Regions from separate parts of the Canis lupus genome. Here region 2 is linked to region 1. A link is a contact called in public Hi-C data. All regions are on one chromosome and are shown on one strand. The core of a region is the stretch at or near the end of the contact, and the rest is flanking DNA. Distances in the headings are between cores, read along the strand shown.

What was found. A called contact is a pair of places that touch in the nucleus more often than the background predicts.
Region 2: a contact with region 1 is called in a Hi-C map of amygdala, with 5 times the contacts expected there. The contact joins the promoter of TET2 here to the promoter of PPA2 in region 1. A contact is called at or near these places in 2 of 9 Hi-C or Micro-C datasets (amygdala and blood).

What each region holds. Positions count from the first base shown.
Region 1 is chr32:13,571,252-13,577,420 of UU_Cfam_GSD_1.0, reverse strand. PPA2 (inorganic pyrophosphatase 2, mitochondrial) reads right to left here and starts at 3,549. Exons shown (of 12, transcript XM_038582455.1): 1 at 3,366-3,549. The coding sequence starts at 3,549.
Region 2 is chr32:13,863,141-13,869,821 of UU_Cfam_GSD_1.0, reverse strand. It overlaps TET2 (methylcytosine dioxygenase TET2), which reads left to right and starts at 4,067. Exons shown (of 11, transcript XM_038581992.1): 1 at 4,067-4,291. LOC111093640 (a long non-coding RNA gene) reads right to left here and starts at 4,933. Exons shown (of 2, transcript XR_005382737.1): 1 at 4,560-4,933.

The DNA of each region.
Region 1 (6,169 bases), core at 2,300-4,799:
GGCAGTATAGAGAAACCATTTACAGAAATGAAGCTCAAAATGGTCTACCTCTGAGTGTACTGGTATTTCAGAGAACTGGGATATATTTGGAAATGTGGGAAAAGATTCCACTGTAATAATGCTGAGTAACACTTTTCAGCCAAGTTGTGCTACATTCAGGTTTTTCTTTTTGTTTTTGTTTTTTTTTAAAGATCTTATTTATTTATTCATGACAAATGTATTGAGAGAGAGAGAGAGAGAGAGGCAGAGACACAGGCAGAGGGAGAAGCAGGCTCCATGCAGGGAGCCCGACTTGGGCCTGGATCCCGTGACCCCAGGATCACACCCTGGGCTGAAGGCGGCGCTAAACCACTGAGCCACCTGGGCTGCCCAGGTTTTTCTTTGAAGTGCTGTAGAACTACACCCTAGTCCTGCATTGCCAAAGGTCAAAATATCCAATTTGAGACCATTTTTATACGAAACTATTTGTTCAGTTTTCCTCTTACTCTTTTACCTTAAAGGGGCTTCCTTTCACTTTGTCCTCCCCTGCCAGCAAGCAGTAAACAGCCCCAAGCCAAGCATGCCCCCTGGCGGTTTAGATCAGGAACTGCTTAATGTGACATCCCTTCCAATTAGTAGCTCACCTCCTGGGCCCTCCCCCAAACCACACTCTTCTAATTCTTACCCATTTGCTTCAGTAAAACCTTCTCTTTTCTATCATTTATTCTCAGTGAAAAAAAAAAAAAAAAAAAAGCACTTTTGGCATTCTAGTTACTTAAAAATCGTCTAAGTACACTTGTAGCTAAAGAAACAAACCACAGTGAAAGGCCAATATAGCCTTGGAAATGCACTGAGAGAAGCCTTGCCCCAGGGGAGAATGTTAGAATACTTAATATTTATCCAATGCTTTCGAGGATAATTGGCACTGAGAAGGACCTTGAAGATCACTGCTAGGTCTACTGCATTATTTTACAGGTAAAACAAACGAACAAACAAACAAAAAACAAGAAATGAGGGAATTACCTGCCCAAATAACACAGAGTTCATGGCAAAGTCAGGATGAAGGCCTAGGAGTTGTCATTTCAAAGCCAGTGCAATGTCAACTAGGCCATATGCCCCCGGCTTCTCAAGAGTGTTTTTCTTATCAGTTAACATTCAAGTAAAATATTTTTTAGTGTTTACATATTTTTCCTTAATTATTTATATGGATATTATGGCTCTCTTGAGAGCAGGGCCCATAAATCTCCTTAGTGCTGTGTCTAACAGTATCTAGCACGCTTCATAAATATTTACTTTCTTCATCCATTATTGCTGTACTTATTGCAAATCTAGAATATTTTCCCCATGTTATGCGTTTAGACGAGCTAACAACCTAACTACCATCTCACAACACTCTTTCTACAGGAAACTGTGCCCCAAATTGATGGGGAACAAAAGGCTAGCTGAGGACAAAGCAGAAGCTCACACCCTGCAACCCCCCTTCCCCACCCCTACCCCACCCCCGGGTGTGACATTCCTCAGGCACTCCTGGATGCCCTAAAGCTAAAGGAAAGGAAAAACAAATAGTTAGCTTAGAGCTATTATAGTCCTAGAGACGGGAGTCTCCCACCATTTACAAAATGCCTTAGTGACTTACAAGAAAAAAGCATCCTTACCTAAATTCCAGAAGGAAACTCCCTACTGTCTTAATGTTAATGGTTTACTAGAGAGAAAAACAACCTTAACTTGACTATGGCAAGAGCTCCAGTATCTTCTAGGTCCTCTTTAGCATATGAAAATCCTTTTGAAACTTCCCTTTCCTTACCTCCCCCAACTCCCAGATACATGATCAGCTACCCCTCAAAGCCCAGGACAGCAGTCCTTCCTGCCCCAGGGTCCCTCTCCGTGTTTTCATAAAAACCACCATTTTGGACCAAAGATGCCTCAAGAAATCTTTCTTGGTCCTCGCTTGGGATCTCACTCCTACCAAACCTCACCTATATTCCAAAACTACATTAAAATCATCACACCATACATAACCTACTGGAACACATTCCATTCAGAATTTGGGACGTCTTGATAAGGGTTCCTGTCCACCACCTGATGAGTCCTGACTGAACAAGAACGGGAAAGAACATGTACCATAGGGGGAAACAGCAATCAATTTTGAAGACCCTGGTTATTTTAGCATCAGTTGCATTCATAATCGCAAAGCTATACTATCTCCCTCTTCTCTCCCATAAAATACTACTCTTCCATCCTAAGTTCGTGTAAGAGATGTCAAGCATTTTGTAAATCACAGGTATCAAGAATGATTACAGGTATTACTTATAATACCTGTAGTATAATTTATATTGTGGACGCTCTGACTAATCACCTGTAATATAATTGATATTACAGGCACTGACTCATCACTTTCCATACGCGTTATCATGAAATTCTTACAGCCCTGTTTTACAGATAAGAAAAAAAAAAAAAAAAAAAAGGCAAGGCGTGGCAGGTTAAGAAAAAACTCGTCCGGGGTCGCTCGGTCACAGAGCTAAGAGCTGGAAACTTCAGGATTCGAGCTTCGCTCTGAAAGCCTCCGAAGCTGGTGCTCCTAAAAGATGGGAATTAAGGCAAGAAAAGGTTTTACAGGAAAAAAAAAAGGGGGGGGGGGCGCCTGGGTCGTTCAGTGGTTGAGCGTCTGCCTTTGGCTGAGGTCGTGGTCCCCAGGTCCCGGGCTCGAGTCCTGCATCGGGCTCCCGGTGCATGGAGCCTGCTGCTCCCTCTGCCTGTGTCTCTGCATCTCTCTCTCTCTCTCTCTGTGTGTCTTTCATGAATAAATGAAATCTTTTTTTTTTTTTTTTTTTTTTTTTTTTTTTTAAGTACTACTCCGTTCAGGGCTCGGAAATCAGTGAGGCACGAAAGCAAGTCTTCCAATCTGGCTATTGTCACCGACACACAGTGGAATGTGTGGGCGCCAAGAAAAAGGAGCATAAGTGACGGCGACCTGGGTCCTTTCCTGACTCAGGAAATCGCCGCGATCCCTGCACCTCGCTTCGCGCCCCGGGCCGCGCCCGTCAGAGGAGACCCGGGCCTGGGGGTGCAAACACGTGACCATCAATGCCGGCGTCCGGGAGCGGGTCCCTCGCGGGAGCCCCCGCCCGCCCGCGCCCCCGCCCGCGCCCCCAGAACACGCGCTGCTCGCGGCCGCCCGCCCCGCTGCAGGGCCCGGGGGAGGCGCGCCGGGCCGCGCTGTCTTCCGGGAGCCCCGCGCCGCAGCGGGGGCGGGGGATGGGGGGCCTCGGCCGCTCCGCCACCCCCGCGCGGCCGGGGAAGGAGGGAGGAGGCCGCTCGGAGGCCCGGGCCCCACCCCGCGCCTCCCCTGCGCGCCGCCCGCCGGGGGCCCCCCGCGAGCTACTCACGGAAGAAGAGGCGGTACCCGGGGGAGCGGGGCCGGCCGCGCTCCTCCGTGCGGTACGAGGCCATGGCGCGGTGCGGGCCAGGCCCTGCGCGCGCTCCCCGGGGCGCGCGGGCGGCAGCGGGGGGCCCCGCGCGCCAGCCCCAGCCCGTGCGCAGGAGCGGCAGGAGCGGCAGCAGCGCGCGCATGGCGTCCGCGGCGGTCGGGCTCCGCGCGGGGCGGCGCTGGGGGGCCCTGGCCCGGCCGCGCGCCGGCGCCCCCTACTGGCCGGAGCCGTCACTCCCGCCCGCCCTCTAGGGGTTCCCCGTGGCCGCGCGGCGGGGCGCCCTGTGCCCAAGCGAGGCCAGGGTTCAGGGCTGAGCCAGAGAGCGTCCAGCACCCCCGAGGAGCTCACGGCCACGTACTACCGCGTATGTGCATTCGTGCCTTCGCTCGTGCGCTCACTAGTCACTAGCACAACAGTATCCTTATTATGATGATTCAATATCGAGGGATCGTGCGCAGCCCGGGTGGCCCAGAGCTTTAGCGCCGCCTGCAGCCCGGGCTGTGGTCCTGGAGACCCGGGATCGAGTCCCACGTCGGGCTCCCTGCATGGAGCCTGCTTCTCCCTCCGCCTGTGTCTCTCTGTCTCCCTCTCTTTCTCTCTCTCTCTGAATTAAAATATATATATATATATTTTATGCATATATCTATATATATATTGAGTGATTGTTCTGTGCCAGGCACTGGTCCAGAGCCCGTCTAACGAAGGAGACAAGCTTTACACCCACAGAGACGTCGTCGTAAGACATCATCAGACCTTGTGAAGATTTGACCTTGACGCTGACTTCTAGAACAACAACAACAACAAAAAAATACATGAGTAACTTCAAACGCCCTCTCCTTCCTTCATAAGGCTTTTTCCTACTTAACCCAACTAGAGGCGATTTATCCTTTTAATTAATTAACTTATCCTTCTGACGTTTTCACTTCTACAATGGCACTTAATGAGCCAGACACTCAGGAATTAAGATTTAGCGTCCTTGCAGGATGCAGCAGCCTGCCCTGCGTATAATGGCTCCTTTGTTGTGGCGGTAAACTGCTCCTGGAAGTCCCTTTTACCAAATCTTTCTATTAGCATGTGACATTTTGATTATCCACTTTACAGAAAAACTTGGAAGAAACAGTTTTCCAAAGGCAGTATCTCCACTTCATACTCTCTCCCCATTTCAATTCAAATATGCTTCCTCTACCTTCTCCAGATCACCAGTGACCTCTGGTCAATGTGAAGTCCAAGTCTTACAATAAATCTTTCTTTACCAGAAGAAAGCAGTAAAAAATAAATAAATAAATAAATAAATAAATAAATAAATAAATAAATAAATAAAACATCTAAAGAAAATTAAATGTTATTCAATCTGAAAGTGAAAGCAAAAATAGCAATTTTGCAAAAAATAGGCCAAAAAAAGTGCACCTATGCTCTTTGCAAAAATTAAGTGGAATGGTTTTAATTAAAAGAGAAAGCATCTTTTGGGGTCCTTCAGTGGCTCAGTTAGTTAACTGTGCTATCAGCTCAGGTCATGATCTCAGGGTCCTGGGATGGAGCTCTGCATGGGGCTTCATGCTCAGCAGGAAGCGTGCTTCTTCCTGTCCCTTTGCCTGTGCTCTGCCTGCTTGTGTGCTCTCTATATATCAAATAAACAAATAAAATCTTTTAAAGAGAGAGAAGGCATTTTTAAAATAACCTTTTAAGGTACTGTAATAAAAATTGGCTTCTAAGTGAAATGTTAATATACACAATGAATACATAAGTTCATGAAAAATATAATTCTAACTTAAAATCCTGGCTCTTGCAACATAAGACAAACATATTTGCAAATATTAATTTATATTAAGTCATGATATGGATCTGATTTTTTAAAATTAGTTGAAACAAACCTTTACTTACAAAATCTGCAAACAGAAATCTTACCAAGATGGTTCTATAGCCACCATATAACTCTGCATAGGTTAATACTTACATCTAGATGGTGGTCAGAATTTTGATCAACATAAATGTCTGGTTGTAGGTGATATAGGGCTCTCCCATGTGAGAGAGCCAAGTTATTTCTATTTGTTACTCTTACGTGTTTAATTTCCATTGCTAAGGTCACCCTCATAGTTCAAAATAGCTGCTACAGCTCCAACCATCACATCTTCATTTCACCTAGGAAGAAAGAAAGAAAGAAAGAAAGAAAGAAAGAAAGAAAGAAAGAAAGAAAGAAGGCTGTGCCCCTTCCCTTAAGAACACATCCCAGAAACTCTAACATTACTTTTATTTGCATTATATTGAGCAACACTTAGTCTACTGGCCACAACTAACTCTAAACTAGCAGCTTTTTTTCTGAATCAACAGAGGCCTAGATAAAAACTGGATGTCATACTACTACAGAAGAAAGGGAAAATGAATATTGGAGGACAACCAGCAGTCTGCCACAAATGACATTTTCTTTCCCTATTGTCCAACTTCCTTGGAAAGATCTGTGAGAATTCTACATATTTCTACTCCAACTATGAACTGGGTTCACGTTCTTCCCAACTAGATACCTGGCTTCGTTCAATTTCACCAATTACTTCACGGCAGTTAAAATTAAGAGACTGGTTTACCCAATTTCCAGAAAGGATCTCTGGGAGATATTGTCAGTAACCCCTTAGGCTCTACTTAGATTGCAGATCGTAAAATGTTTTTGTTGACTGTGGTGGCTTCATATGTAAGTTTGATTAGGTTAAACTGTGAGTCAGATTCTCCCATAAAGGGGGGGAGGGGATTTCTTTTGTGAATATGTCATA
Region 2 (6,681 bases), core at 2,818-5,317, 290 kb before region 1:
TGTGTGTCATAAATAAATAAATAAATAAATAAATAAATAAATAAATAAATAAAATCTTTTTTTAAAAGAATAAAAACAAGTAGTTACTAGATTGTAAAATCAGAATTGATGAGGAGAAAAGAGATTGATACTGGTAACATATTTGCTATCCTTCCAAAAGCATTTCCATGATGTCTATCCCACTAATGATCCTAATATTTTTTTATAATGCCTTTAGCAATATTTTAACAGGATTAGACTTTTAAGTTTTTATCTGACATTTCACTTTGCACCCATTATATCAGTTCACACATTGGCTGGCACTTGAGTAAGTTAGGATTATATCATTTGTATCTATTTATCTGTATCATTTGTATCTATCTTAAAAATTTCCAAATTATAGAAAGAGAAGTTAGACATATGACATAAGGTCAGAAAAAAATAGAAATCATATTACTAAAGGAGACTCTATCAAGACCTCATTATATTATGATCTCTGGCCTTAGACAGTAATGGTTTTTTATCAATAATATTTATATCATTAAGTTAGTGTTATGTCTAAATGTTTCATTCATAGGAAACTTTTAAAATTAGTGTTCTACCTATGTTAGACATTTGCCTTGGGATGGTGTGTAGTAATGTCACCAGACAAGAGAAACAAGAAAGCCCCTTCACAACAACGACTGCCGCGCTGTTTGAAGGTCAATTGTCTTTTAAGCATGCAGAGAATCTTTATTGTGTCGTACTTCAGAAATACGTTTTTGGAGATGGGAAACAACAGGCCATGATTTAATGTTTTTGCTGAACCACTGTAATTCTTCCAAAACAATATGGGTCACAACAATTTCTGTTAAAGAGAATACCAAGTCCTTAAAGAAAATTTCCTATTTTGCAGGTGGAGAGGAAATTAAGAATGCATGGGGGGGAGGGGCTGTTGTTTTGTTTGTTTTGTTTTGTTAGTACACTATAAGAAATTTGCATTGTAAAGCAAGCTGCTGTTGTCAGCTCTTTAATGGACCCAGCAGTCAGGAAGCTGCCTCCACCCTAAGAGGCTTAGAGACTGAGCAACTGAGTTAGACAGCAGGTGCCCAGGCCAATCAAGTCAATTTTCTAACGCAGAATGCATGCCGTGGAACTTGTTCTATTAGTCTTTTTTCTCTGTTGAGGAAGCGAGAATTTCTCTTTGTGGGAGCAGTGCTGCTATTTCTAGTTTGAGAAAAAAATGGTAAGGAATTTGACAACAATTGACTGGTGTTAAAACTACAAATTACCCTTTAAAATAGATTATTCACACCTATAGGAAGAATCTCAAGAAGGCACACAACTAATAAAATGTGATTCTGAGTTACACATGGAAAAAATGCACTAATGTCCAGTAAATAACTGGTTGTGTACACTATATCTTTTCTTTCCCAGAAATAGCAACTAAGCAAGAGGTTTTTTTCAAATCAACAATATAAAATCTCATTAACATATTTTACAGTTGGAGACCTTCAGAATTTTACTTCCTTTTGCTATTGAAAAGTCACAATGGCCAAGAGAAGTAATGTATGTTCTTTTAAATTAACAAATGTGGTGGTGGTTAAGGGTGGGGTGAGGGTGCAGAGAAAGAAGTTGGCAAGAAAAGGTTCAGGGCCTGTTGCAAAACCAACTGTAAGCCAAGTATGATTCCAGATAGACAAGAACCACCTGTTACAACAGAGGGAGAGGTTTAAAAGATGAAATGGGAAAGGGGTGACCTTAAAGATCATTTTCCCAATTATAACATAAACAACTAGGGGAACATGCAGTTATTTATATCAAACACATGTGAATACAATATTTGCCACACATTATTCAATATAAAAAGGCATATAATTTCTTATGTATTTCTGTTAAGAGAAACTTCTAGATGTAGATGGTTTATTATTGGTAATAGTAGTAACTACCCAGACATTTATCTAGTATCTTACTGAATCCTCACAACCTTTTTGTTTGAAAGGGTGCTTAACACATGAGGAAACTAACACACAGAGTTAAGTAACATGCTCAAGGCCACCCACTCAGTAAGGGATGGAGTCAGGATTCAATAATTCCTGTCCAACTCCAAAGCCCATGCTTTCAACAATTCTGCTGTACTGTGCACTACATAAGTATATGTCATAGCTTTGGAAAACTTTACTTTCTGGACTTGACAACAACACAAAAAATTAGAAGGAACCTCCCAAACAGCTTAAAGTCCACTAACAATTGCCAAGACCTCCATGACACATTAGTGTACAGTTAGAAAAGACAGAAATTCAACCTCACATGAAATGCTTAAGGAAAAATGAATGATTTTTGCCTCGTTGCAAAATCAGAAATCTGAGTGAACTCTGTCCCACAATGGAATATACAATGTTTCATTAGAACACGCTCTAAACCTCTAAACGTTCTTCTTAGTAACAATGTGACACATAGAAAGAGTTTCCCTTTTTAACTCTTTTCAGAGGGAATATTCCGAGTTCATAAAAATTAGGGAACGTCTTCACTTCGAAAGAAAGAAAGAAAGAAAGAAAGAAAGAAAGAAAGAAAGAAAGAAAGAAAGAAAGAAAGAAAGAGAGAGAAGATGGGCTACACAAAATAACTTGTGTTGACTTAAAAGTATTGTGATCACAATGCACTGATCCTATAGAAGTGTGCCCGAAACATCTACGTAAAAGTTGAATAGCAGTACGTGAAAACTTCTTGTAGAGGACGGCGAATCTCAACTACTGATGTAATGATTCTTAAGAGTTTGGGTTTTTTATTCTTATCTTCGAATGAAAATGTTGTGATTAGAAAAGGGGCATAAAAAGAGAATTAAAGTTAGTCGGCAATAGGAAAGACCATCTGTCCATGGGAGGACGTAGGTACAGACTCCGGAACGTCAGGGAATATCGAGCGTCGGTCACTTGGAATTCGGTGTTTTCCTGGGTCGATTTCTTCGTTACCTAATTATGCGTACGGGTAGAAACTTTCCTCAAAATAGAGGCTCTTACTGGAGAAAACGTAAGCATTTGAAAGCGCAGGTTTATTTCTTACGACCGAATCGAGCGAGACGTGGAGTCACTGGCGAGAAATTCGTGTCGGTCTGTAGGAATCCCTCTCCCTCCCGGCCCACGTGGCAAAAGTAAACAGAAGGTGGGCCGGGGCGGGGTGAAGCGGGACTCGGTCAATTTCCTAATTTGTAGAGTCTTTAAAACTACAGGCCCCTAAAGCACTCAGGGCATGCCCTCGGCGAGGCTGGGGAGCTCTTCCGCCGAGCGAGGTGACAGGGGCCGCGCAGAGGATGCCCAAGCGGGGGGCGCGGCGGCCGCGGGCGCACCTCGGGGGGTGGGGGGCGGGGGTGCGGGCCTCGCCGGGCGCAGGTGGGTGCGCGCGGGGGCGTGTGCGGGCGCACCTGCAAGGAGGGGGGCGGAAGGGCTAGGGAGCTGCAGGGGTGCGGGGAGCGCACACACCTCGAAGCGGGTGGTGGAGCGCGGTGCTGACAGAAAGTTGAAAAGGCTAGTCTGGGGTCTCCATCGCTGTGCCACGCACCCACGCCACCTCCCGGCTGCGCGCCGCCCCCGCCCCCTCACCCCCCCCCCCCGCGGGTGGCCGCAGGTCGGAGGCTCCCCGGGGTGCCCCGGCGGCTGGCAGCGCGCCCGGGAGCTGGACCTCCCCCCCCCCCCCCCCGCCCCGCGCTCATCCCGGCGCGCCGCTCCCCGGGCTCCACCGCACGGCGCCAGGGCAGCCCCGGCCGCGACTGAGCGCCCCATTGTGCTGCCCCCAGGTGCCGCCGGCCTTTGTGCGGGAGGCACCGGGAGGGGGGCTGATTCCCCGGGAGCCCGGGCTGCCCCAGGGCGGCGACGGCGGCCCGGGCGGAGGAGGAGGAGGTGGAGGAGGTGGAGGAGGTGGAGGAGGTGGAGGAGGTGGAGGAGGTGGAGGCCTGCGGGGGAGGAGGCGAGCCGGGCGGAGGAGGAGGAGGGGGAGGAGGAGGGGGAGGAGGGGGAGGCCGGGCGGAGGAGGCGAGCCGGCAGCAGCGGCTGCGGCCAGAGCTCGGGCGGCCGCCGCCGCCTCCCCGCGAGCGCCGCGCGCCCAGGCCCGGCTCGCATGCGAGTCACGTCCGCCCCCTCGGCGAGGCCGCCCCGAGACGCCGGCCCCGCCGAGTGATGAGAACAGACGTCAAACTGCCTTATGAATATTGATGCGGAGGCTAGGCTGCTTTCGTAGAGAAGCAGAAGGAAGCAAGATGGCTGCCCTTTAGGATTTGTTAGAAAGGAGACCCGACTGCAACTGCTGGATTGCTGCAAGGCTGAGGCACGAGAACGAGGTCAGAGCGCTTCTCTTATGCCGCGAAACTCTCCCCTTCCTCCCCCCCTTGCTTTCTCGCGGGCTTCCAGGGCCTGGGGAGCAGACCCCGCAGTGTCACCCACAAATACCAAGAGGGAAGAGGGAAGCTTCACAAATTACTGGAGCCTCTTCAACATGGCTGACAAATATAGTTTTATTCCATCCCCCCCCCCCCCCCCAAACCTGTAGTTCTGTGCTCTCTCCTCTCCCCTGCCTGTGCTCCTCTCCTCCCTACCCAGGAAACTTACCTTTGTGACTCCGACCCGCCGGCTTCCCGGCCTTTTATCCTCCGGAAAGTGATTTTCCTTTGCTTTCCTTTCTCAAATAGTTCAGCTTCGGGGGGCACTACTCTCCCCCTGAATCCTCCCCGACCCCCTTGCCTGGTTGCAAGCCAGACCCGTCTCTGGTTTGACCTAACCCACCCCGGAAAGAAGTCCGCACCGAGCGTTTTTCGACCCTTTTTATCTGCTGCGGGGTCTGGCTGCGGGTTCGCGTCCGCGTCCGCCCCCCTCTGCCCCGTGTCCGCTTTCTGGGGGACGAGCTGCGCGAATGTCACGGGGAGTGGGACCCTAGGACACCGAGCGGGGTTTTGTTTTTCCCTTAAGTCCGCGCCTTTTGCGCGTGGTGCTGAGGGAGAGAGAAGAGTTTTCTCTGGCCTCCCCCCCCCCCCCACCCCAAAGACCAGATCCCACTTTTCTCAGGGTCCATCAGCTCCGCGATGGGCTGCGCCTCCCAGCCTGGGGACGGGGTGTAAGAGAATTTGTGGGCAAATCTGTGTCCTGGCTTTGTGCTTCTCCCGAATCAGCTTCGTTGGGTTCCCCGGTAAGTGACAGGCAGACACAAAGGCAGGCGCAGGCCGGGGGAGGGGGCGGGCGGGCGGGAGGAGGGGGGCAGAGTTGAGAGTTGCAAGCCTGCAAGGTCAGGGGCGCCCAAAGAAATGAAACCCAATCCCAGCAAAGAAACCGAGAAGTAGGGAGCTGATTTCTAACAGTCCCATCCAAATTTCTCTCTCTGTCTTGGTTGCTCTCTTTTCTTTGGTCTTTTATTTATCTGCCTTTCTCTCCGAGTGTCTCTTTTCTCCTCCTTCTCCTTCTTCACACACACGCGCGCACACACACACACACACACTCTCTCTCTCTCTCTCTCTCTCTCTCTCTCCAGTCTTGCCAAATCTTTTCGCTGGGGCTGCTTGTCTTCTGTTATTAAACTAACAGTTTCTAGGGAGAGTTCTCTACCTATGGCAAAATAAAGTGTGGCCTGGATAGACTCCTGGGAAGGTCAAATATGACATATTAAGTATTATTTACTGGCTTTTGCCTTCATGACATACTTTTAATTGCATTGAGTGATTCCCCACCGCCCCCTCCCCCTCCATCTAATGTTTAGGAATTGAAAGAAGGGTGATTTTCCAGTTACTTGCTTAAAATTTACTGAAATATTTTTATAGTTTCCTGTGTAGGGACTAGGATACATCCATGAATTTAAAATCTAAAGTCTCATATTATGCTTTCACCTCTCCAATAAGGGATAATGATAGCAAATCCAAATAAAAAATATTCATCAACAAACGATCCAACATAAGAGGAAGATTATTCCCGAGAGGAAGTTGGGATGTAAAGAGAAAAGATACTGTTTTGCTTTGCTTTGGTTTAAGACTGTGGGTATTGTTGCCTGGTTAATGAAATCATTATATTTGCATTTTAATGGAAAGTTGAAATACTGGAGGAGAGTTATATTCTTTTACATGTTTGCATGTGTGTCTCATAATAGGTTTGAAGTGGAATATAAATTTCAACACAATAAATATTGAGGTTTTTTTTTTTTAATGTTATGAAGCAGGGAAGTGTTAGTGAAGGGTTGGAAAGTCGAACTTAAGTTTAGAAGGCATGTATATGATTAAAAGATGGACAGGAGGAAGAGCACAGTAATGGACATTGCTCCATAAATCAGACTTCCAAAACCATTTGTCCTCAGGAGTTCACTTTGTAACTTTTTCTATTTTGATCTCTGAAAAAAGCAGGTAAGTTTACTTTAATCATTGATACCAAAGGTTATTTCACATGATTATCAGGGAATAGTATTACTCATCTCTGGATCAGAAACAGCTCATTTGGTTAATTTTTATTTGTCGTAAAATAATGAGGAAAATATTTAGGAGTTTAACATAAATGCCTACTATTTGTTGATAAAACTATGATTAATTATTGCAGTAATTCAGGGTTTAAAGAGAAACAGTTCCTTTTGCTAGCAGACTAGTATCTAACTGCTTTTTTGGACTTTCCAAATGTTGTGGTTTGTGTTGTCTTCAAGTTATTCAACTAAATAAGTGTAGCATTTTCCACTCATATTGGTAAATAAGAATACCTACAT